Regions from separate parts of the Mus musculus genome. Here regions 2 and 3 are each linked to region 1. The links are chromatin contacts, called in public HiChIP or PLAC-seq maps. All regions are on one chromosome and are shown on one strand. The core of a region is the stretch at or near the end of the contact, and the rest is flanking DNA. Distances in the headings are between cores, read along the strand shown. Region 1 overlaps C9 (complement component 9). Region 2 has its middle 14 kb from the start of Gm2245. Region 3 has its middle 64 kb from the start of Gm16311.

Region 1 (4,770 bases), core at 1,752-4,251:
CTCTCTCTCTCTCTCCCTCTCTCTCTCTCTCTCTCTCTCTCTCTCTTTCTCTCTCTCTCTCCCTCTCTCTCTCTCTCTCTTTACACCTGTAAATTTAGAATAAAGTCATCAATTTCCCACAGATCTAGGGGAAATTTGGAGATTATGGTCTTTTCTCCATACTGTCATGATTGCCATACGTAAGCTCAAACTTTTGTGCGTGAAAGCCAACCTTTTTTCTAAAAAAATTACTTTTCTGACCCAATTTGATGGCTCATCTGGAAAACACTTGTTACCAAACCGGGAGATCTAAGTTTTATCCTTGAGACCCAGATGGTAGAATAAGGAAACAGGTTCACCCAAATTGTTACCTGACTTCCACACATGCACCAGTACCCACACGCACACTCAACAGAAATGATTTTATGTTTGAGTCCGTGTCTTACTATATAGACTTGTCTTGACTAGAACTCACCATGTGGACCAGGCTGACCTCAAACTCTCAGAGATCTACTTGTCTCTGCCTCTGAGGTGTTGTGATTAAAAGCATGAGCCACTATGTCTGACAGTCACATTTTTTAAGTACTTTTCTAAGTGGAATATAAAAGACATGGCACCTTTAGCCATTGCTGATAGGTGAAAGTTGACTGGCATGTTGTCTTATTTGGCTTTTGACGCTCAAATCTTCACTTGGTAGTTTCCCTGTCTTTACTACCATTAAGCTCTGGGAGTGAAATATGTAAGATGTAAATATGTAAGATGGTCTCCATGTTTGGATACTGGATGCCCAGATGGTGGCACTGTTTTGAGAAATTGTGCAGTCTTTATGGCATGAAGTCTATCTCAACCCTAGCTCCAGTTTAAATGTCTCTGCTTCTGCCTCCTCAATGTGAACAAGCTGTCAGACAATGCTCCCACTGTGATAGTCAGAGCTGTTTGCACATACTTTATTGTATACTTCTCACTATTACAGACACACTGTGTTCCCAATATACTCATTCCAGTGTCAGAAACAGTGAGCCAAAAAGTGAGCCTTTTCCCTCTTATGCTTGTGTCAGATATTTTGATCACAGTGATCGCATAATAATTAATTTAGCTTTTCTGACAAGCTTTGTAGCTCCTGTATAAAGGTAAAATTTGTATGATGGTAAGGGCTGGGTGGCCACTCAGGATTAGTTATCAACATATATTAAGAGAGTAAACACACTGGTTTCCCCCTTTTCTACATCTAAAAAGACATAGGTTCAGCATTTTCAGTATGTTTTAGTCTCTAGGAGAAAGACACAGTTTCTGCCCTGTATATTACTTACAGCCCTGGGATATTTGGAACAGTATCCAATAATCAAACACATTAAGCTTTCTCTTGCAAGGCTAATCTATCTTTGCACAATGTGGAATAAATGAAATGTATAAATCATTTTTATGAGTTCTGGTGGGATTGGTGCCTCCACAAGAGTTTTTCCATCGAGCTTATAAAAAAAATAGTCACGAATGCAGACTTGCGCTCTGATTTGGTACCAAGCAGGGAAGAGAGCTGGTTGAATTGAGACCTTACTAAGCACCGATGTCACCTGGATCCTGTGAGTGCCGGTGGCCACTTTAGACCAATCTGTCATAGCCTTGGAAAACAAATAGCCAAGCGTGTCATATTACACATGAATTCTATGAGTAGAGATCTCTATTATAACTTACAAAGGACTTTTTCTTTAGTTTCAAATGCTGGGTAAAGTAAATCATTTGCCACATTTTGTATGTCAGTCCAGAACCCACTTTAAATATACTTTCTTATTGCCCACTACTAACTGCTAGGTACAGTGAGTACTCATAGATTTATGCCTGATAAATGGAGTTTTATTACTATTGTGAGTGGTGGTGCACACACACGCACACACACCGTGAAGCTCACATGGAGTTCAGAGGACACCTTGAAAGGGTCCGCTGTATCTTTCTACCATGTGGGTCCCAAGGTTGGGATTTGAGTCATGGGCATTGGTAGCAAGCACAATTACCCATTGACCCATCATGCCAACTTACATGAGCTATTTTTTAAGTAAGTTATTGTCTTTTGTTATGTGAAAGCATTATGCTGGTCTGTCTTGATACCTTACTCTTATTCATCTCCCTCACTTGATGTTTCTTGTCTCAAATTTTCTATAGCTTAAAACCCATCCCTCATGGGTAGGATCCCTACCTCAGCCCGAAGCTATGAGATCTTTGGTAAAGCACTTACTATATGACTTAGTTTCCTCACGTTGAAAACAGAAATAACGGTGCAAACCTCATGGCTATAAAGGTATCTAAATCTGTAAATCTCTCCAAGGGTTCTTGGCACATAGCAATGGGTTATTTTTAGAGCACAATTAGTGAAAGACTTAGCCAAGTCTAGGAACTTCATCAGTGGTTACATAAGAGGTTGATGATGAATAGTGACCACTTTCCTAACTCAGAAGGAGTGCGAAAACAACCAAGGTCTGTAAAACATGAAGACGGTGAAATATTATATTTACAGAAGAGATCCTTTTCAACCTGTTTTTCCTTGGCTCACTCTTGGTAATTGAAATGAATACTTGGTAAACCCAAATCAGGCTTTGTGGTTTTATTGTACTGCTCAAACCTGGATCTCTGTAGACACGTAAGACTTAGGATATAAACAAGGGTTGATGAAGTACACTCAGGTTCTAACCACCCCTTTCATCCCAGAAGCACTGGAAATTCTGGGTGAAGGTATCTGCCATCTTACTGCCATCACCTCCCAGCCCTGAGCTAATCCATCTCAATATTCTTTGGAGCTGTCTGTGTTCAGGACACTCTACTTCTTGGTGTTGCCAGTTTTTCTGTTTGCTTCGGTGAGCTCATGTTTCACAGTCTCCCTGAGTGGTTGGTGCCTTTCCTTCCTGTAAGCTAGGTGTTCGCTTCGTTACGATGACTACAAATGCAGTTTTTTGCTCATCTCTTTCTCTGACCTAGACAACTGTGACTCCCATTGTCTGCAGTTATCACACAGACAGCATACCTAACAGTGACACCCCTGTGTGGCTCTCAATTGCAGGATGGAAGAAGTATCTTTCCTTATCACCGAGCTTAAATCCTGACTGCATTTCCAGGACTCCCTTTAAAGGTCCGTTTCAAAGTTCACAGTCGTTGATCAATCACAGAGTTGTAATGCTATAACACTAGCTTTATATTCTCCATCTCCAACTGGCTTTGTCTAGGACTTTTGTCATCTAAAATACTACCAACTTAGAATTCTCATCTAAAGTACTACTGATAGTCTTACTAGCTTTCCAGCCTCTAGTTTTCTCAATTTGAGAGGTTTGGAAAGAAACTCAAAATACAATACGTATAGAAAGCTGGTAAAGGTGCCCTGAAAAGTTTCTTTGTACACATGGATAATAGAATGATGAACCATAAGTCATCCATGTGATGAAAAGCATCTCTCTGAGATAGTGAGATGGAAAGTCATCAGATTGACTTATAGCTCAGTGCAAATCTACACCAAACTCAGTCATTTCATTCTGCCACTTAGTTGGTAAAGTGTCTCACTATAGCCATCAAAGTTATAGCTACCTTCTTTGGCAGGAGTAGAAGGTCATTTTTATTTGAGTTCTGACTGCTTGTCCTCCTATTTTATTAAAATCCCCTGTCTTTCAGATGTCTGTCTGGGAAATAACTGCAGTAATGGTTTTGCTTGCCTCTCAGTTTGGGAGTTTGTTTGTTTGTTTTTTGTTTTGTTTTGTTTTTGTCTATCATAAACACTCCGTGCTGATTGATACAGTAATCCTCCATTTACTACAGAATTCTGAATAACTCACATCACAGAGTATATTAATTACTTGATCCTTGAAAGAATAATTAAATGCATACATGTGCATTACTACTTTTTAAAAGCTGACATGTTTAATGAAGGCAAGAAATTTTAATCAAATGGACATTCACAAAATGACAAATTGTCCTTATAGGTGACAGTGACATGCAAACAGAGGGTTGACGAACATTTCAATTAGTCTTTCTACTGGCAGCTTGAGTCCATTTAGAAAGTTTGATAGCCTATAAAGGTGATGTATACATTTTTGTTTCCTTGTTTTATATTGATATTTCCCAAGGAATAAATATGTAGATTTTCCCTATAAAAGTTGCTATAAGAATCATGATTTATAAGTTAACCTTCATGAGTTCCAATTTTGAATTAAAAGTAGGGTCAAATCATGAAGGAGTTCAGGCCATTTTGAGTAGGTTGGACTTAATTAATGCCAAAGATGAAGAAACCACAGAGTGTCATTTTAGATGTTTGAGTTTGATGAAGATGCACTACAAAGAAAGATGACCACAGCCTATGAGAATGGAAATATGGAATCCAAGGAGATAGCAACAGAATATCTGGGTCTGCAATGGGCACAGACTGTGGACGGAGGAGATGAAACACGGCACAGTGTAAGTGTTAGGATCATTGTGATGAGCTGAAGAGAGAGTAGGATCAATGCCTAACCCTAAACTTAGACTTCCTGGCTAGAATTTAAGTACCTTCACTTTAGACATAGTAGACAACTCATCTTAAATCTCATGGTTTTCTACAGAACAAGGTGATCATAGATGTTTGCAGGGACTAAACATGCTAATAATTGTAAAATACTGGAACATGCCTAATACATAAAATGTATGGAGAGAGAAAGTCAGATCCTTCTTCAGTGAATAGTGCAAGATCAGAAGAGATCTGAGGGTTCGATGTATGAGAACTCTATTAAAGTAGGAATACATTCTAAGAGAACAACAACCAAATTTTGGTAATTTTGA
Region 2 (4,559 bases), core at 1,881-4,380, 200 kb after region 1:
TGTACTCTGCAAAGCATCACCGACGTGTACAGAGATCAGGATGCCTACAGGCTGTCCTAACAAACCATTGAGAATAACAAGGGGTTGAAGATAACATACTGTTTATTCACAGAGCAAGTTCAGCTGAGGCCTCCCCAGGGGCCTTGCTAACAACCCCTCCTCAGAGTCCCAACCACTCTACCTCCTAACTTCACTGCGGCAGGCATGCACTGCGGACACAGGGTTCCTCCATCTTTTCTAGCTGGCTCTCTTTCCTGCACCTGTTTTTTCCGGTCCACCATTTTGCATTTTCAGCTCATCTTGCCGGCAGCTTTCCAGGGAATCCAGACCGAGCACAGTACAGCTTAAACCATTGTTAAGTCCTGTATCTGAACCCCAGAATAAACTGAATCAAAAGTTGGGGGAAGTAATTTTGGAAGTCATTTGTAAGTAACCCTAAATTTGAACTGGGGACTGGAGTTTGAGAATTAATCACTCTGTTAATCCTTTTTCAGGTTCTCAAGATACACTCAGTCTCCAGACTGCTCCAACTTGGCTTCAGCTTACTGTCACTTTAAAGTCCTTTTTACGTGATGTCCCCAAAAGAGCCTCACCCTCGTAGTCGTTAATCTTCATTTTCAGCTTGGTGAGGGTTAGAATCGCCTAGAATAGGAAATATATCTCTGGGTGTTTCTGTAAGGGAGTTTTGGGCTTTTTTTTTGTTTTTTTGTTTTTTTGTTTTTTTTTAAGAAAAGTCTAACCAAGAAGACACTTCCTGGATGTGGACCAGTCTCCCTGAGATCTCATACTGAATAAAAAGGAGAAAGCAAGCTGAGCTTTCTTCTGTCTATGATTCCTGACTGTGCACACAATGGGACTAGACACTTCACTCTTCTGCGGCCGTGCCGATGTCTTGGTCAATGATCTACTGCTGGGAACAGACACCATGATCATGGCAACTCACAAAGGAAAACATTTAACCCGGGGGTGGGGGGACTGGCTTACAGGTTCAGAGGTTCAGTTCATTACCACGGCAGGAAGCATGGTGGCACTCAGGCAGATGGGGCTGGAGAATTAGCTGAGAGTTCTACTTACGAATCCACAGGCAGCAGCAAGATAGAGGCCATGGGTCCAGCTTGTGCACTTCAAATCCTAAAGCCCACAGCTTTGACACACTTCCTCCAACAGGGCCATAGCTCCTAAGTCCGCCTCCACTCCCTATGAACCTATGGGAGCCATTATAAGTCAAACCACCAAAGTAATTCCTCAATCTTTGAGGCTAAACAAACCCTTCAATTTCTTTAGTTAGGTATTTTTCACAGCAATGAGAAAAATAAACATCCATATCAGCCGCATAAGACTCCAAGTAGAAGTCTTCCTTTGACCTCAGCTTTTTGTGCTTCCTCAACATTCCTCCTCATTGGCATCTCATTATCCTGCCACCCAAGCTTGGCACCTACACGTTTGTTTCTACTTTATTTTATTTTGTTTTATTCTTGTCTATTGAGACACAGAGCTCCAAGAAAATAAAGACTCTTGCCTGATTCGCTTTTACATGCCTGCATAAAATGGTATTTGAAGCTATAACTAATACATTTAATAATGGAAGAATCAGTGGGTGATGGATCTACAAGAATGGGGTAAGCCTGTACAGTTACCACTGTTCTTCTAATTACTATTTCAAATGCCCTAAGAGCTTCAAGGAATTGGTAGCTATATCTATTATACTCCCCCAAAACATAGGTGACTGCCAACTTTACATTCGCTGAAGTGATTTGCAGTCACAATCACATTGATCACAACAGTGTTCCAATCTGGCCTTTCTGAAAACAGATGGCAGGAGAGTATAGATTACAACTTGTCTCTTAGGGATCGGTATCTGTGAAAGGAAGAGCAAGCAAAATTGAGTGAGAAAAAAAAGAAAGGTTGACTGTGAACCAGGCCTGGCAACCGCTGGGACAGAGAGGTCTCTGATTAAATGTTTCATCAGCAGACTCCCTTCAGACAAAGTAGTGAGCCCTTTCAACAGAACTCCTTGTGCTCATCCCTGTGTGAGCCTCCTCACCCTACAACCTGGGAGGGATGACTGAGCCGTGGCAGCACACCCTGCTCACTTATTTGAGACAATCAGCTAAGTCGCATAACCCTAAACAAGGTTCTCAACTTCTCAGGGCCTCAAAATCTTTTATTTATAAAATATGAAAGTACACACTTAGTGGTTAAAATCAGATTGAAACAAAACTCTTGCCTTTTAGATTGTATGCATGCAGGGTAAAGACATTTGATCCTCCTGGAGCTGTAACTATAGACAGAATTCAAGAATTCAAGGTTGTGAGCCACTTGATGTAGGTGTGGGAACTGAATTTGTATCCTTTGCAAGAGCAGCCTCTTAACGCCTGAGACATCTCTCCAGCCCCCAAATAACTTAAAAGAAAAAAATGTATTTGTTTACACATAAAGCTCAAAATCATATTTTATTTCTCCTACGTATTCTTCCTTTGTTTTCTCAAATGCTTCGGCCCTCTCTGTTCTCTGCTGGCTTTTGATAGATCCATCGATGAACAGATGATTGTGTCTGATGAAAAACATGAGCATGTGCTTGCGGGAGTAAGTTGCTAATTGTGACAGATGTTTTCCGTTCGGCTTGGCTCTCCTGGTGCCCTTTCCAACCTTGCCACTGTCCCTTGCCCTTTGAGCCTGTGCTTTATCAGCCCCCTGCAGAGGATCACTTGACCTCTGGCCTCCAGGTTCATGTGACCCTCGAGGAATGACTGTGGTCTATCAAAGATACAGAGAGCGAGCCGGGTTTCTTCAGAATCTTTCTGGGGGACTCATCATTGTTCGTTATGTCCTTGCTCCCCTGAAGTTCCGGCTCTTTCAGACAGACGCTTCCACTGGGACCAGCTCTCTCATTTTACTGCTTCTTCCTCATCTGGCTCCTTCAGGATGTCAGACACACCCAGTGTCAGCGGCAGAGGATTCCTCTTTATCTTGTGGTCTCCACAGACTGTCTACACATTTGTAAACAAGCCTTTCAAAGTTACCTGCGGCTTCTCACTTAACCATTTGTTTCCCACCTAACCCCTAAGGATACGTGACTCAATTCTAATAGCTTCTGAGTCCATGTCACCAAGTGTTTCCAGAATCTAGATGTAAACCCAGGTTCCACGCTTTGGTTCCCAGCACTCATGTTGAGTGTGCTACAACTGCCTGTAACATCAGCTCCAAGGGAGCTGACACCCTGTTCTGCCCTCCTGCGGTATCTGAACTCATTTGTACATACCCTACACACATACACATACACATACACACACACACACACACACACACACACACACACACACACGCACACGCACACGCACACGCACACGTACACGCATGCGTGCACACACATACATACACACGAACACACACTCATGCATAATTAAAACTAAGAAAATCTATTATTTTGTTTTATTATTTTTACATTATATTCATTTACATTTCAAATGATACCCCCTTCCTAGTTACCCCTCCACCAACACCCCATCTTATCCCCTCCCCCTTCCTCTATGAGGGTACTCCTCCACCAGTTCACCCACTTCCACCTTACCCCTCTAGTATCCCCTTACATTGGAGCATCAAGCCTACCACTCCTCCCAAGAAAATCTATTTTTAGAAATAAATCTATTTTTTACTAAAGTGTTGCTCCCCCATTCTTTGGTTTTCTAAGAATGAAAATAGAATGGCTTGAAACCAAATAGAATCCACTTGCCTTTAATCCCAACCTTAAAGGTAGAGGCAGAATTTCTGTGAATTTAAGGGCAATCTGGTCTACGTAGTGAATAACCAGGATACAACAGAGAGACACTGTCTAAAACACAAACAAAGAAAAGAATTCTAAAGGACAACTGTGGTTTGAGGCATGTCCTATTGAGCAGAGTACTCATAGCTAATGGCTAAGTTCTTATCAATGGAGAGCAATGCAACTCCTTCTATGACACCAATATCAACTCATTCACCTCAGTTCCTTAAAGCAGGCGTTTGAGACATTGTGATATTTTCCAAAAACTATCTAATAAGTTACCGAGTTTTACTTAGACATGTAAGCCACATCTTCCTTTTTAACTATTGATCCACCTGTCATCAGATGCAAAAGCATTATCCTATCGTAGCTCTAAGCGTGCTTCTTAAAGCAGTCATTTCTAAAGTTAGGATGAGTTGAGCTATAATTCATAAGCTAATACAATGCACTCGCTGAGCCTCACCCTGAGTGGGAGAAGCTATGTTAAGTGAGGCACTGAAACTCTGGTGCCTCCCACATTCCTCAAGGGACCAGCGTTTTCTCATTTTTAATATATAAAGATCTCAAAAAGATGTGCTAATCTACAGTGGTTACCTAACTGCCAAGATATAAATAAATATGCAATGCTAGAAAACCAGACCACACAGTAATCATGGGCACATAAAGATTGTTGTACACTCACTTAGAAGAGAAACAACAGGGAAATTCTTTCATTTGGAGAAGTACACATTAGGAAGGAACCTTGGGATACACTGGTTCCTTTTCTTGTTGCTATGAAAAAAGACCTAAGAGGTGG
Region 3 (4,396 bases), core at 51-2,550, 230 kb before region 1:
TTGGGGAGGAAAGGGTTTATTCAGCTTACACTTCCACATTGCTGTTCATCACCAAGGAAGTCAGGACTGGAACTCAAACAGGTCAGGAAGCAGGAGCTGATGCAGAGGCCATGGAGGGATGTTCTTTACTGGCTTGCTTCCCCTGGCTTGCTCAGCCTGCTCTCTTATAGAACCCAAGACTACCAGCCCAGAGATGGTCCCACCTACAAGGGGCCTTTCCCCCTTGATCACTAATTGAGAAAATGCCTTACAGTTGGATCTCATGGAGGCATTTCCTCAACTGAAGCTCCTTTCTCTGTGATAACTCCAGCTGTGTCAAGTTGGCACAAAACTAGCCAGTACAGACTTATTCAATTATTTTTGAAATAAAATGTATGGGTGTGGCTAAACTCAATGATATTCTCTCAGGTGTCTCAGTGCAGACGGATCCATCTCTTACTCAACATGCCAGCTTTGGGCTCTCCTCTGAGAAGATGGTGTGCTAAACCATGCCAAGTGCAGAGAATGCTACCTAGGCCTTCTGCATTTCCCTGGAACTCTCTACTCTATTGTCACCTCAGAAATGGATTCTACTATTGTGGGAGTCCCTTCTACACCGTGGAGCCATTGTGTTAAATGCCCAGGTTTAGACATCACCACACAGGACTGAATTCCAAACTATGTGTTGTTATATATAAACTGCATTTATGAGAGGTACCTAGCCTACAGTGAGAAAAAATGGGATTGCCAAAATGCCTTCTTGACCATTGTGGAGACTGTACATGATACTACATGTCACATACTCGTCACATTGCTTGGAGCTTCGATGGAAGTTGAGCTTCGATGGAAAATGATTTGACTGTTTATAGTTAGTTACCCCGAACTCATTATTTAAATGGTAACTTATCCCATTTTTTGAAATCTCAAAGCCTCATAAAGCCTTTCCTTTTGTTAAGACCAAACTCTTTCTTCTTGTTTATTTTGCCTGCTAATCCTAAATCTCTTTCCTTAAGCACAGCTTGATACGTCCAGCTTCTGAAACACTTTAAGCTACTCAGTACCAAACGGTTGACTTCTGGGAACTAGATAAAGGAGACATAACCCCAGGCTAAAATAACACTAGGTCACGGAAGAGATAAGATATGCCTACAGATACATGGATAAGATGAGTATTTGAAGTATTTGGGTGTCCAGGAATACAAGCTGTAAATGAATCACTGTTTAAATGGAACTTGAGTGCAAAGTACAAAAACCAGTGATAACTGGGATCCAGAAGAGGATGGTGGAATCTCGCAGGGACTGAGAAATCTTCCAAGCAGGATTGTACTCTGCCCTCCGGAACACAGAGACAAAGGGGCCTCCTGAAAGGAACAGCAGGGGCAAAAGCCCCCGGGTTACTCAGAAAACAAGCAGAGTGGCTCGGTTTCCCACCTGTGTGCTGCAGAATCGGCTCCAGGGCTTCAAAAGATGCATTCACCCACACGGGCACCAAACACTGGGAAGAGGCTGGAGACATCAAAATGTGTCCAGAGATATTTTCTTAATTGCAACTTATTTACTGTTCTAATTAAAATCTAATAAAATCGTTGTTCTGTGGGGTTTTTTTTTTCATTAATGAGTATTCAAAGTACAACTCTACCATGGGGAGTTTGGGAAAGTTATTAATATTGAAAGGATCTACTGAGGAACGATTTGGCGCTACCAGATCAAAGTTGACTGTAGCCAGGAGTCGCTTCATCTTTGCGGTGGGTAGAGTCTCCTCATGGATATGACTCCAGCCTTAGCCTCTCTCTGCCTTTACTTTTTTCTCTACTACCACTTGGCCCTCATCATACAAGTTTTCGTGATTTCTACTCTCTGGTCTCAGTCCATCTACATACCAAGTAAGGTGCCAGGCAGCTTTTACTGAGGAAAAAAAAAAAAAAAAAAAAAAAACAACGAACCTTCTGGAGTGGGGGAAATTGTGTGAATGTACACTTTCATTCCAGTCCAGTATTCTTTCTATAGACTTTGGCTTCCAATTGTAGCTTTTGCCTGAATTGTTACCACTCTCAGTCCAGCCCAAGCCACTACCATCCCATGTTGGCCCCAGAAGTTTCCAAACTGATCTTCCAGAGCGTGCTTCTACCCTGTTCCCATACTTTATCCTCAGGAAAGCTTCTAGAGTACTTCTGTTAAAGTATATGTCAGACCCAAATCCCCTAGTTCTCCTATGCTCAGTCCCCTAATGCGTTCTCTTAAGTTAAGTGGGTTCTACTCACCCAGGCATTTCTTAGGACCCGGTCTCTCCTAGCCATCTCCTGCATCCGCTCTGCTTCAACCACATACACTGAACTGCCGTCCTTCAAGCTCATCAAGTGATTTGACTCATCTCAAATGATCATGGGATACATACCTAGCGAGCTACTAGCAAGTCCCCACCACCACCACCACCATCCCCTTTGGTGAGAATTTATTGTTTGGACTGCAGAGAGAAGTGAGAATGGTCTGAGGAGAACTTGTTGATGGTAAAAACCTAGGTTTGTTTGTGATCTGAGGACATTGTCTATAAATTCCTCTAGTAAAACATTTTTTAAAAACTTGTACAGTTGGCTTACTATACTTTTTATCACAGTATCTCTTTCAAGCCTTCATTTTTGAACTGTCATTATAGCGGCATTGTTTGCCGTCTGAGAGTCTTTTCTGCTTTGCATTCAGAGACTCCTGTCTGTCCTGAATGTCCCATCTCCTTGATCACTTACTCTACAGTCTCAAGCTCTAGCCTCTTTGCCATTTTAAAGAATTCTCATAGTCCTTGGCTCCTCTTATCTTGGCAAACTGAGAAATCTTACCACTAACAGGCTCCCCCTGCCCCATCTGTACACTGAGTCCTCTTAAATCCAGTCCAGACTTCCTTCTTGAGACTTCCATGCCTTCTAGCCAGTTCTTTCTGTAAGTTCAAATGTCGTTTCAAACTGAGTATGTCTCAAATTAGACTCATTACTTTCTTCCATCGTCAGTTTTTCCAGCAAACTATAGTCCCAGTAAATGTAACACATCTACCCAGACATCAAGCCAAAAACTTCAACACTCCATTGTCCTCTGCACCCATTTCTTTGCACTGATCAGCAGCAGACGGTATCTTTGCCAGGAGCGCAGTCTGCTGCTTTGCATTCAAGATGGTTCACGACAGATCTCAGCCTGTTTACCGTTTAACCAGGTGATCTCTTGGTACCCTGGAAGGATAGCTGTGGATTCTGGATGCTGCCAAAACTGGGTTTGTATTCTGGCTCTGCTCTTTGCAGTCTTAGGAAAGTTAATGAGTCTTCCTGAATCTCAGTTTTCCCATCTGCCAAATAATAATGACCTCACACATTCCTTGGAAAGATTAATTGGAGTAATTTAAATGCAAGCCATCAGTGTGACACACTGCTGTTCACAAGGGGCCCTCTCATTCGTTCCTATGAGACAATCCACCAACTTAAACATTTCTCAGCTGAAGCACATTTGCAGTGTGCTCCCCGCCCCCATTACAAACAGGTTATGAGTGTAAATCACAGCTTTATGCATGATTTACCTTGATGGGCTGGGGAGGGGTACCTGGAGGGAGTGTCATCTGACACTTACAAGCTAATTGGTTTATTATTTGGAATAAGTAAGTGATCTCCATAGTGAAATCACACTGGAAGACAGTGTCTTTGTTTTCGTTGTTTTATTCTATAGCAAAGGGAGTTTCATCTTGCCACTTTTATGTTAAAATCTTCACAACTCTACTTCCAAGAATTACAGGGATGGACTGTTAGGATCCGAAGCCTGACTCCGGGAGTAAAACTCAGCCAAGTTCAAATGTCCTTATTAGCTGCATGGCCAGTTATTTCATCTCTATCCTTTAATTATGACATAGAGTTGCTGTGGAGATGAGTTAGCACAATGAATGTAAAAAGCGTAGAAAAGAGCATCTATCTCTTCCACTAACACACCACCAACCCATTAGACCAAAAGAACCCACTAATCACAATGTTACTTCTGGGAATGTACACAAGCAGCCTGGAGGTCCCTCAACATAACAACATAATAACACATAACACCTGCTTTGCAGAAAGCATCAGTTATATTCCGCGACGGTTCTGACAACTGGAAGGGGTTTTAAGGAGTATTAAATATCAGTCTGTAAATTATGTTCTCAAGGTTATATTTCTAGTATAGAGAATAATTTGCATTATTGTAGAATAATGATGCCATATATTGGAAGTCAAAGCAGACTTATCTTTTTAGTATCTATTTCTTTCTATTAATTGCATAGGCAAATGACGTTAGCCTCAGACTCAGGTCCATCAATATTCACTAGCTTTGTTGTAGATGTCATTAAAATAGATGAGTCTAAAAATAAATATAGTGTATATAGATACTGAATTTCCAGTTTGCATTTTTAAAACTG

What was found. HiChIP or PLAC-seq counts read pairs in DNA pulled down with a chosen protein or histone mark.
Region 2: an H3K27ac HiChIP or PLAC-seq map of extraembryonic endoderm stem cells shows a contact between it and region 1. The contact joins two enhancer-like sites. A contact is called at or near these places in 1 of 39 promoter capture datasets (liver), 1 of 484 Hi-C or Micro-C datasets (bone marrow-derived macrophages), 1 of 115 datasets of contacts at active chromatin or transcription factors (extraembryonic endoderm stem cells) and 2 of 9 other capture datasets (adipose tissue and liver).
Region 3: a contact with region 1 is called in an H3K27ac HiChIP or PLAC-seq map of extraembryonic endoderm stem cells. The contact joins two enhancer-like sites. A contact is called at or near these places in 1 of 15 datasets of contacts at CTCF or cohesin (the NIH/3T3 cell line), 13 of 484 Hi-C or Micro-C datasets (the G1E-ER4 cell line, bone marrow-derived macrophages, embryonic stem cells and 4 more), 4 of 115 datasets of contacts at active chromatin or transcription factors (differentiating embryonic stem cells, extraembryonic endoderm stem cells, fibro-adipogenic progenitors and 1 more) and 1 of 9 other capture datasets (embryonic stem cells).

What each region holds. Positions count from the first base shown.
Region 1 is chr15:6,468,265-6,473,034 of GRCm38.p6, forward strand. All of the region lies in intron 5 of C9 (complement component 9), which reads left to right. Among named protein-coding and RNA genes, the nearest start is that of C9, 25 kb to the left of the region's middle. Within about 2 kb of position 3,002, at least 4 of the 459 cell types and tissues checked have an H3K27ac peak or open chromatin away from gene starts, as enhancers often do. A contact at or near this core is called in extraembryonic endoderm stem cells, where this site is marked.
Region 2 is chr15:6,666,306-6,670,864 of GRCm38.p6, forward strand. No RefSeq gene overlaps it. Among named protein-coding and RNA genes, the nearest start is that of Gm2245, 14 kb to the left of the region's middle. Within about 2 kb of position 3,131, at least 11 of the 459 cell types and tissues checked have an H3K27ac peak or open chromatin away from gene starts, as enhancers often do. A contact at or near this core is called in extraembryonic endoderm stem cells, where this site is marked.
Region 3 is chr15:6,243,306-6,247,701 of GRCm38.p6, forward strand. No RefSeq gene overlaps it. Among named protein-coding and RNA genes, the nearest start is that of Gm16311, 64 kb to the right of the region's middle. Within about 2 kb of position 1,301, at least 9 of the 459 cell types and tissues checked have an H3K27ac peak or open chromatin away from gene starts, as enhancers often do. A contact at or near this core is called in extraembryonic endoderm stem cells, where this site is marked.